Regions from separate parts of the Anser cygnoides genome. Here region 1 is linked to region 2. Evidence: chromatin contacts called from public Hi-C data. All regions are on one chromosome and are shown on one strand. Each heading gives the region's core, a stretch centred on a gene start, on an enhancer-like site or on the middle of the called end of the contact. The rest is flanking DNA. Distances are from core to core; before and after follow the strand shown. Region 1 overlaps ST3GAL1 (ST3 beta-galactoside alpha-2,3-sialyltransferase 1). Region 2 has its middle 44 kb from the start of CCN4.

Region 1 (4,184 bases), core at 1-2,500, 140 kb before region 2:
TAAATATAAGTTTAACCTAAGCTCAGTTAAAAAAAAAAAAATAAAAAAATCTGTTAAAATGGGTGTTTACTTTGGAGGCTGTAAGTGTGGTCTTTTATGAACAATACCCCATTTTATAGGCTTTTCCAAGAAAGGCTGGATAATCCCCCTCTCCCCTCCACTTAAAAATAATAGAAGAACAGGAACTGTGTTTACAAACAGTGACTTGGCTCGGCAGTAACAGCAGTAGGGGGTCGCCCCGCCAGCATCACGGCTTTTGAATTATCTGGCCCATAAATGGAGAATCAATCTGCTTCTGGGACTTGGCCCAGTTCTGGGGGGTTTAGAGGCCGTGTTTTTGTTTAGACTAGCAACTACATCCATACCAGTAAAACGAACGACTTTGGGACTGCTCGCTGGCACAGAGGCCAGTTGGTGTGGACAGGGCTGTTAATCCCATTATTTACTCTCCAAGGTACGGTGGCAGCATCCCCCATGCCTTTTGGGTTGTGATTCCCAAATTGTACCCAGGGAGATCTCTGTTTACCCCAAAACTCACCACGGGTCCCTTGAAAACGTCCTTATCGGAGCCAGGCACGCAGGATTGCTCTGTGCCGCAGCGTAATTCACTGCGCGAGCAGCCTGGGTTAATAAAGCCTTTTGTTATCTGCCCTGACCCACTTGTCAGCCCTCGAGCTCCTGTAGATGCGTTCGTAAGGGGCAGGCTTCAAATAAATCCCAAGGCATTTGGCAAGCAGCGACTGACAGGACGGCACAGCCTGCCCATCACGGGCTGCATGGGGGAAACTCGGAGCAGAGGCTCGCCACCATCATCTGAGGCTCCTGCTTTCTGGTTTGGCTTCACGGGACTCAGTTAATATTTAACCACTGCCTCTAAAAAACAGCCCTGTCTATCTCCAAGCAACCATCTCCAACCCCTGGGACAAGTACCATGGCCTGGGGCAGCTCCTTGCAGCTCTCCAAGAGAAGAGGTGGCAGCAAAGCCCAGCCCAGCCCCGTGGCCACATCTCCTGGGTCTGGGTGAGCCTTGGCTCTGGGGCTAAAACAGGAGGGACCCTGCAGGGAGCAGTTTAAAATGGGAAGTTTTGACAGGTAACAGTTGCAGTTTTGCTCTATCTTTTCTGGCCAGAAGCCTGAAGCTGAGTGAGTGAGACTTCGTTTGCCAGGCTTCTGCTTTTTCACAAGCTGCACTTATTCTGACGCAGATGCTTCTCTGATGTTTTCCTCTTCATTTTTATTTTCTCATCAAAAGAATGTTATTTAAGCAATGGCACTTTGGGGGCTTTTTGCAAACATCCAAAGTTTTAAAAAAAACCACAAGACATTTTCTTCCCATGAAACAATGGCATTGTGGGAGGAAGGGATCCGGCTTTTGGCTTTTAGAGACTCGTTGCTTGTTTAAATCTCCGCTCTGGGCCCTTCCGCATCCCCCCTCTGCCTGGCTGGGATCTCAGGGGAACCTCTGAGATCAAAACCTGGCTGTACCTAACCTGCCTTGGCAGCGAGGGAAAATAGCAATAACCCATGCAAAACAAAGGCCATTTATCCTTTAACTTGTGCCGTCTGTCCCAGGACGTATGAGCTGTTCTTGCTTGGCTCTCTCCAAATCACGAGTCCAGCCCCAATCCTTTAAAAATGAAGCTGGCTGGGGGAGGAAGAGAAAGGAACCGATTCCTCTTCCTCTCAGTCCTGCTCCTCCCTCCTCTGCCCACAGTTTTTGTTCAGCTGGTTCGCCGTACAAATACTTGGCATACCTAGTGGCTATCAAGGTCAGTTTAAGGGAATAAGGTGATTCATTGCCATTCAAGCGACCGCGAGCTGTAATTCAAATAAAGCCAGAGAGCTGCGGCTAACTCGATACAAAGGGACTCAATGTCCACAGGTCGATGCTCTGCCCTTTCGGAAATTTCAGCCTGCGACTTGTCAGTATGCAAACAGGGCAGCAGAAGTCACTGCCGGCCCTGCGTCCAGGGCTCAGAAGTTTTGGGATGGGCAGCGGAAAGCACGGAAACTAGGTTGGGAGCGATGCCTTTCTGACATTTATTTTTCTGTCTTTTCACGTGTGTGTGTGTGTGTGTCTGCAGGCTGCAAACTGCTCTCTGTGGCTTAAATGGACATCAAAGCACGTCTCTCTGCTGGAACGGACGTCCCCGACTGGTCTGATCCTTGGTGAACTAACTTCAATGAAAGAGAAAAGAAGAGCTGTCCTCTGCCTTCTGTGATTTGGTTCCTTTAATTTATGGCTCGCTCCCACACACAAAAGCTAAATTTTCGTGCTGACATTGCTCCTCTCTAAATCTTCCGGAACGTGGAAGGACGAGGATCTGTCTTCGCTGAAGCCTCAGTGGGAGAGACTTGCCAGCACTGTGAAAAGGGGAAGGGAAATACCCAACTTTGCCTTTTTTCAGCCTATTTGGGGAAAACCAAGCTTCCCCCCCCATGGACGGAGGTATCGGTGGGTCCATCCTGAGCCCCAGGCGGTGACTGGCCGTGTCACCAGCGCCCCGTCCCTGTTGCCTTAGCTTCGGCCCACCTTGTGCTCCGCCAGCGCACAGGGATGGGTACCGTAAGGAAGAGGAACGTGAAGGTGTTCACGTTGGCCTTCGTGCTCATCACCGTAACGTCGTTTCTGCTGAACTACAAGCACCAGGTGACCACGAACACCTGGGATCCTAAACATATCATCACGCAGTTTTCCGAGCACGTCCGGAAACTCATCAAGTACCCCAGGAGGCCGTGCAGCTGTAACACATGCATTTCGGAGCCGGGACATTCCCTCTGGTTCGACCAGAGGTTTAATTCAACTATGCAACCTTTCCTGACCTCACAAAATGCCTTGATCCCAGAAGACAGCTACAGGTGGTGGCTGGTAAGTGGAAGGCATGTGCGCGTGTGCGGGCCGGGATGCGGCCTGGTGTCAGCACGGCAGGTACGGTGCCGGGCTTCTAGCGATGCTGAGCAGATAGCGATGATAGCATTTTCCTGCCAAAAACGTGTGCAGTCCCAGCTGACGAGGCAGGCAGAGGTGGGACAGAGTGGGTGTTCTTGCTGTTGTTTAGCTTGCAGGCACTCATCGCGCACCTTCGATAGCTCCAAGTTGGAAAAATCCCTGGTAGAGGTAGGGATCTGCACATCACGGCATTGCCTTCTCCTCCCTTTTAGAAATAGAATTCGTAACCTGGATTATTGTGCTTCAGGTGGTTAAAAAGGGCTGCCATCTGTCGAGGCAGCAAAGAAAACTTCTTGGGAAGTGTGTAATTCACCTGGGGCTCTCCCGACTGTGAGACATGTAAATAATTACCAGGATTAATCAGAAAGTGATTCATTCCTTGTGTACGAGCACGGGCTGCGCTGTGGGCAGTGACATAAAGCAGGTCTGCAAAGCACACAGGTGGCAGTGGGTCACGGGGAGGCAGCAGCACAAAAAAAGCACGAAAGGGGAGAAGGAGCATCCTGATATTTTGCCTAATTGAAGCCCCTTTTATGCTTTCTTGAAACAAGATGTTGCATTAAATGAATTTGCTGGCCCCGTCTGCCCAGCTGCTGAAGCATAGGTTCTGGCGGCAGCATCCCACTAAAATCGTGGTTTCGTTATGAGGTGCTTTCCCCCTTGTTTCACATAGTTTAAATAGCTTAAATAGTTTCACATGTCTTTCTTTGAACATGCAACTTGGGCTCCTGTGCCACAACCCTTAACATGGAGTTTGGGGACGTGGGGACACCCCTCCAGCAGGAACTCTTGCTCACACGGTGGGGGCTCAGGTCTCAGAGGAGGCATCAGGTGCTGCAGGAACAGGGCTGGATCTGATATTTATCACTTCACACTCCCTCGGCTGTTGCATTTCCTCATGAAAAAAAGATGCTAGTGAACTCCAGTGTCTAAATAAATAATATCCTAATTTTAGGACAATATCCACCTTTTTGCTATTAGCCTCACATATTCCAGCTGTTGCATCCTTTCACCTGGTTTTTGGCCATGACTGCTATTTTCAGACGCTTGTGGTTATCCTTGCTGCCCCCACATGCCCTTCCTTAGGTCCTTACATTTCTCATCTGGGCTATGCCAGAGCCATGAAGAGGGAAGGTGGCAAGCTCAAGTTCGACACTCAGATCCCAATTTGATTTTAAACAGGTTTGATGTTTGAATGCATTCGCTCTTTAAAAAAAAAAAAAGTTTTAAAAAA
Region 2 (4,463 bases), core at 202-2,701:
TCACCTCCCTCGACCGACTAGCAATGCCGTGCTTGATGCATCCCAGGATACGGTTGGCCTTCCTGGCTGCCAGGGCACACTGCTGGCTCATATTCAACTTGCTGTCAGCCACAACCCCCAGATCCCTCTCTGCGGGGCTGCTCTCCAGCGTCTCATTGCCCAGTCTGTACGTATAGCCAGGGTTGCCCTGTCCCAGGTGCAGGACCCAGCACTTGCCTTTGTTAAACTTCATGTGGTTGGTGATCGCCCAGCTCTCCAATCTGTCCAGATCTCTCTGCAAGGCCTTTCCACCCTCATCTGAGTCCGCAACTCCTCCAAGTTTGGTGTTGTTGGCAAATTTGCTCAAAACACCTTCTAGTCCTACGTCCAAAAGCCTACTTTTATATTAACAAAACACAATGTAGTTCAGTATCAAGTGTTACTGGCTATTCAAAAAATAATTTTGCTCTAACAAATGCATTAAAAAATTGAGCCTCAGTACAGAGTACTACTTATCTGAAGTTAGAAGTCTTCTTTGTATCCTTAGATACAATCCTGTCTAGCACATAGACCTGCAGTTTGTATTCTGACTTCCTCACAGGAACTGGATTTTACTTCTAGCCTTAAAGCAGATGTACAGGTTTCCTTTCTTATGTTAGTCTGGGTTCTGGTAGACCACCCTGGTTGCCTTTTTACTTGGTGCTCTTACCTAGTGACTGATTTAACGTATTGGCAGTTTCAGAGGTAGGTGGGTTTTGTGACTTTGCTGAAACTATTTTGGTGGCTCCTTCCTTCTGTATTTAAAAAAAGAACAAAGAAACAAACAAACAAAAAAACCACAGCTGTGATAGGAAGAGGCAAAAGCAAATATTTGGCCTGTCAGAGCCCAGGTTCTGCTAAATGTGATTATTCAGCAGTTGTCACTGGACTGGTACCAGCAATTGGCTTGATTTGGTCATCCACAGCCCGTGCCACTGCCAGTGAAAATGGGAGGGATCTCTTCCAACTCATTTTACAAAAGAAGGGCAAAGTTGTGTTCTCTCTGAGCTTTTCTGGGAATGGCTAATCATTTCTTCCCCAAGGACACCATGGTGTGCCTGTCAAGCCTAGGCAGTTTATTTTTGTTTAACAGGGAGGAATGCATCCAATCCTTGCAGCACAAAGGGATCTGCGAGCACTTCTGAGCAGCTAGGAGTTGCTAGGACCACTATAAATGTCAGCTTTGTAACAAAAAAGTATTCAATGGGCAAGGAACAGTATGTACCTGTACAGAAAAGCTGGAGGACAGTACAGAGGAGTAATGCCTTACCTTTTAAAAGGAGTTACGGCTCCTTTTTCCCCACAGTACTGGTCTTCTGGCATCTTTAATTGGTATTCAAACTGAAGAGATGTAAGTGGCTTCCAGTTTTATTAGAATTTATTTTTAAATAACTTCCTTCCTACACTTTGGAAATGCTCAGTTCCTCGTTCTTGGAGACTGTAGTGTCATTAAACTAGAGAAGATGAGTTGGATTTTCACCTTTTCCTGAAAGGATGAATGGCCACTAGGGAGCAAGGAGATCTTACGGCAGAGAGGAAATTCCAAGTGGCTAACAGGAGGCTTCCAGAAAAGAAACAGTTCACCCTTCACAGTGTATTGGGGGTTACTAAGAGGAGAATGGGCTTCCCAGGACCAACAGATTTCCTGATGGCTCTTCAGAACCACTAGCACACAGGGTGTAATTGCTGAAATCGGTTCTTTCCACCTCTGCCTGGGTCTCAAGATCTACTATGCAAAAATCAACTGAACTTAAGTAGAGCTTTCCCTCTCCCTGTCCTTGCAGAGCAGGAGTGGAACTGGATGTGCCAATACCATGTCAACACAGCAGGACTTTTGTGCTGAAGGATGCTGCTTTTCTCTTTAAAAGTCTCTAGAAACTAAACAGCTGGAAACTTTAACCTAGATGTGTTTTGGGGGCTTATGATTAATGTCACGTGTTGCAAGTGATGGACTGAGCTGGAGAGAAAACAGTTTATAGAAAAGCTGCTTATTTTTCTCTCCAGTGCTGGAATCCTCTTCCTGTCTGTTTTTGCATCTTGGGCAGAGTATCTGTTGCAATCCATGGTGTGTCAGTAAAACGCTATTGTTTTCACCACAACAACACATCCAGCAGTGTCTCATGAGTAATTTGGCCCGCCCCCTTCCACATGCCAGCTGCTTTTTTTGCACTGTTTTTCACTGTGTTGCACTATTCCACATTCGCTGGACCTGTAAGTCTGTCTGGGTCTGTATATATCAGCAGCTGTTTTGATGTGTGGATTTAGTGTTTCCACAGAGCCAAATATAGGCTTTATGTTGATAGCTGATAACTGTTTTGTCTGATGTTTAAATAACCAAGAGAAAGGATGTCAGGGTATTTTAAGAGATCAACCCTTCCCCCTCAGCCCTTTGCAACAGACAAACACAGCCTCTCACTGTTTCTATCTATTCCTTCATTAAGGGCTCCATTCATTTTTTAAACAACACAGCTGCTGACCAGTGTTGGGGAAAGAAAGGAAAAAAAAAAAAAAGGCTTTTGATTGCAACTGCCAAACAGTCTGATGTCTGTTCCCTGCAATCCAGCGTGGGGATCTTTTGCTCACCCAGCACGTAAAGGGGGCTGGAGGAGAGCTGTTATTTGGGTGTAATTAAAGAGGCAACCCCCTACTCCTTACCCTGTGTATTTTTGACACTAGTGGCTGCATGATGCACATCAAACAGTGGACGCAAACATCACTGAGCATCTCCAGAAGAGCCCAAGGGTTGAGACAGGGGATATCAGGCAGCAATTCCTTCCCAAGCAGCACATAGCACAATCACTGCCACCGTGGTGGGCCCTGACCCACAGCAGAGCTGGAAAACTATCCTTGTTTGACCTGCCACTCTCTGCTATTGCTTATGGCTGAAGTGGATTATGGTATTCAGGTCAAGGTCAGCGTCTGAGGAGAGCTGGGGGCAGGGAAGAGCTTTTTGCTGGGTGGTTGCACTCACAGAGACCCAGGGCAGCTCCATACAAAGCCTACGGCCATGACTGATGGCTCTTGAGAGAGCAAGAGCTGCCAGCATCCTGGTCTCTGTTCATGTGAGTGTACATCCCTGCGAGGCCCAGCACCCTGCACGCAGCAAGCTGTGAAGGGAAGGTGGGGCTGCTGAGCTGTGGTTTCATCCCATGGAGTGGTCCTGGCATGGAGCATGGCCAACCTGCCTGTAGGGCTTGGTAAGACTGCCCTGAGCAGTGGTGCCACCCAGACTGTCACACACCGGTGAGACTCATCTTGGCCTCTTTGCCTACACTTGCATCTCCTCACCTGCAGAATAGTCTTTACTCGACCAATTACCACGTGGTTTCATTTATTATTAGTGGTAGCTAAATAATAACTCCAAGAAGTCTTAGCTTTTTACCACCAGCTGCCAATAAACCTTGATCCCTCAGTTCTTCCCTCCCCACTGCTCAGAGGCTTTGGGTGGGGTTTCTTATGGGAGCAGAGCCCAGCTTGGCTGTCAGGACTTCATTTGGAAAGTGCAAAGTACTTAGGAGGTGATAGGTTTCCAGATGAGTCCAAATGCAGTGGCTGTGAAAGCATCCAAGACACTCTTCATGCAAGACAGTGTACTTAGAGGCTCCATATGTGCAAGCAGAAGAAGCATCAGCTAGATGGGACTTCTGATGCCTGTAGAGGCAGGAGGGAAGGGTGCTACCTTTGCTGAAATCTATTCTGGAGACATGGCTGGCCAGAAAGTGTTTACATTGCAGAGGACTTCCCAACCAAAGCAAGGCACAGAAGGCTGGAGAGGTGGTTGCTTTCTCACCTAATGCCCCAGCAGCCATGAGCAAGCCCAGGACACAGACCCATCATTGCAGGAGGCCACAGAAAGTGTTTTAAGTTCCTACTGAGGTGAGTAAAACAGTTCAGGCTGAAAGACAAACCTGGTTTGTGGGAAAACTCTGAAAACCTCAAGATGACGATAATTTTCCTCTTCTAGAACTAAATGGTAGAATCCTTACTGGGGTTAGCCCTAAGGATTTGTACATGCTGGGGTATGGAATAATGAATTTGTAATTTAAATGTGTTTCCTCTTGTCATCAATATCCTCGTTTGAATAATTTCTGTCCATATGGTTGCTGCAAACAGGTTATTCTTGCAGACTCTCAAGAGAGATGACAAAAAAGACAGGTTTATGCAGGTTGAGTAACACACTCAACTTTGCTCTAACAGTCTAGACTCTTAGACTAATCTAGTAAGGATGCTGGGGGAAAAATGAAAGAAAAAAGAAAAGAGCTAGAGACAGACCATCACAAAAGGACACAAGTTGGAGAACACCTGGCATTCTCAAGCTGCCAAAATATTCACAGTAACAGAATTGCAGTCAGAGCTTTTTTTTTTTTTTTTTTTTTTTTTTTTTTTTTTCCCTTCATACTACTGTGTCTTTGTTTTCATTTGTACGTGTTCTTCAGCTCAGGGCT

The links. A called contact is a pair of places that touch in the nucleus more often than the background predicts.
Region 1: a Hi-C map of liver shows a contact between it and region 2, with 20 times the contacts expected there. The contact joins two enhancer-like sites. A contact is called at or near these places in 2 of 7 Hi-C or Micro-C datasets (both in liver).

The regions. Positions count from the first base shown.
Region 1 is chr2:155,722,642-155,726,825 of Taihu_goose_T2T_genome, reverse strand. The region is part of intron 1 of ST3GAL1 (ST3 beta-galactoside alpha-2,3-sialyltransferase 1); the gene reads left to right. Among named protein-coding and RNA genes, the nearest start is that of ST3GAL1, 50 kb to the left of the region's middle. Within about 2 kb of position 1,250, at least 2 of the 3 cell types and tissues checked have open chromatin away from gene starts, as enhancers often do. A contact at or near this core is called in liver, where this site is marked.
Region 2 is chr2:155,580,074-155,584,536 of Taihu_goose_T2T_genome, reverse strand. No RefSeq gene overlaps it. Among named protein-coding and RNA genes, the nearest start is that of CCN4, 44 kb to the right of the region's middle. Within about 2 kb of position 1,451, at least 1 of the 3 cell types and tissues checked has open chromatin away from gene starts, as enhancers often do. A contact at or near this core is called in liver, where this site is marked.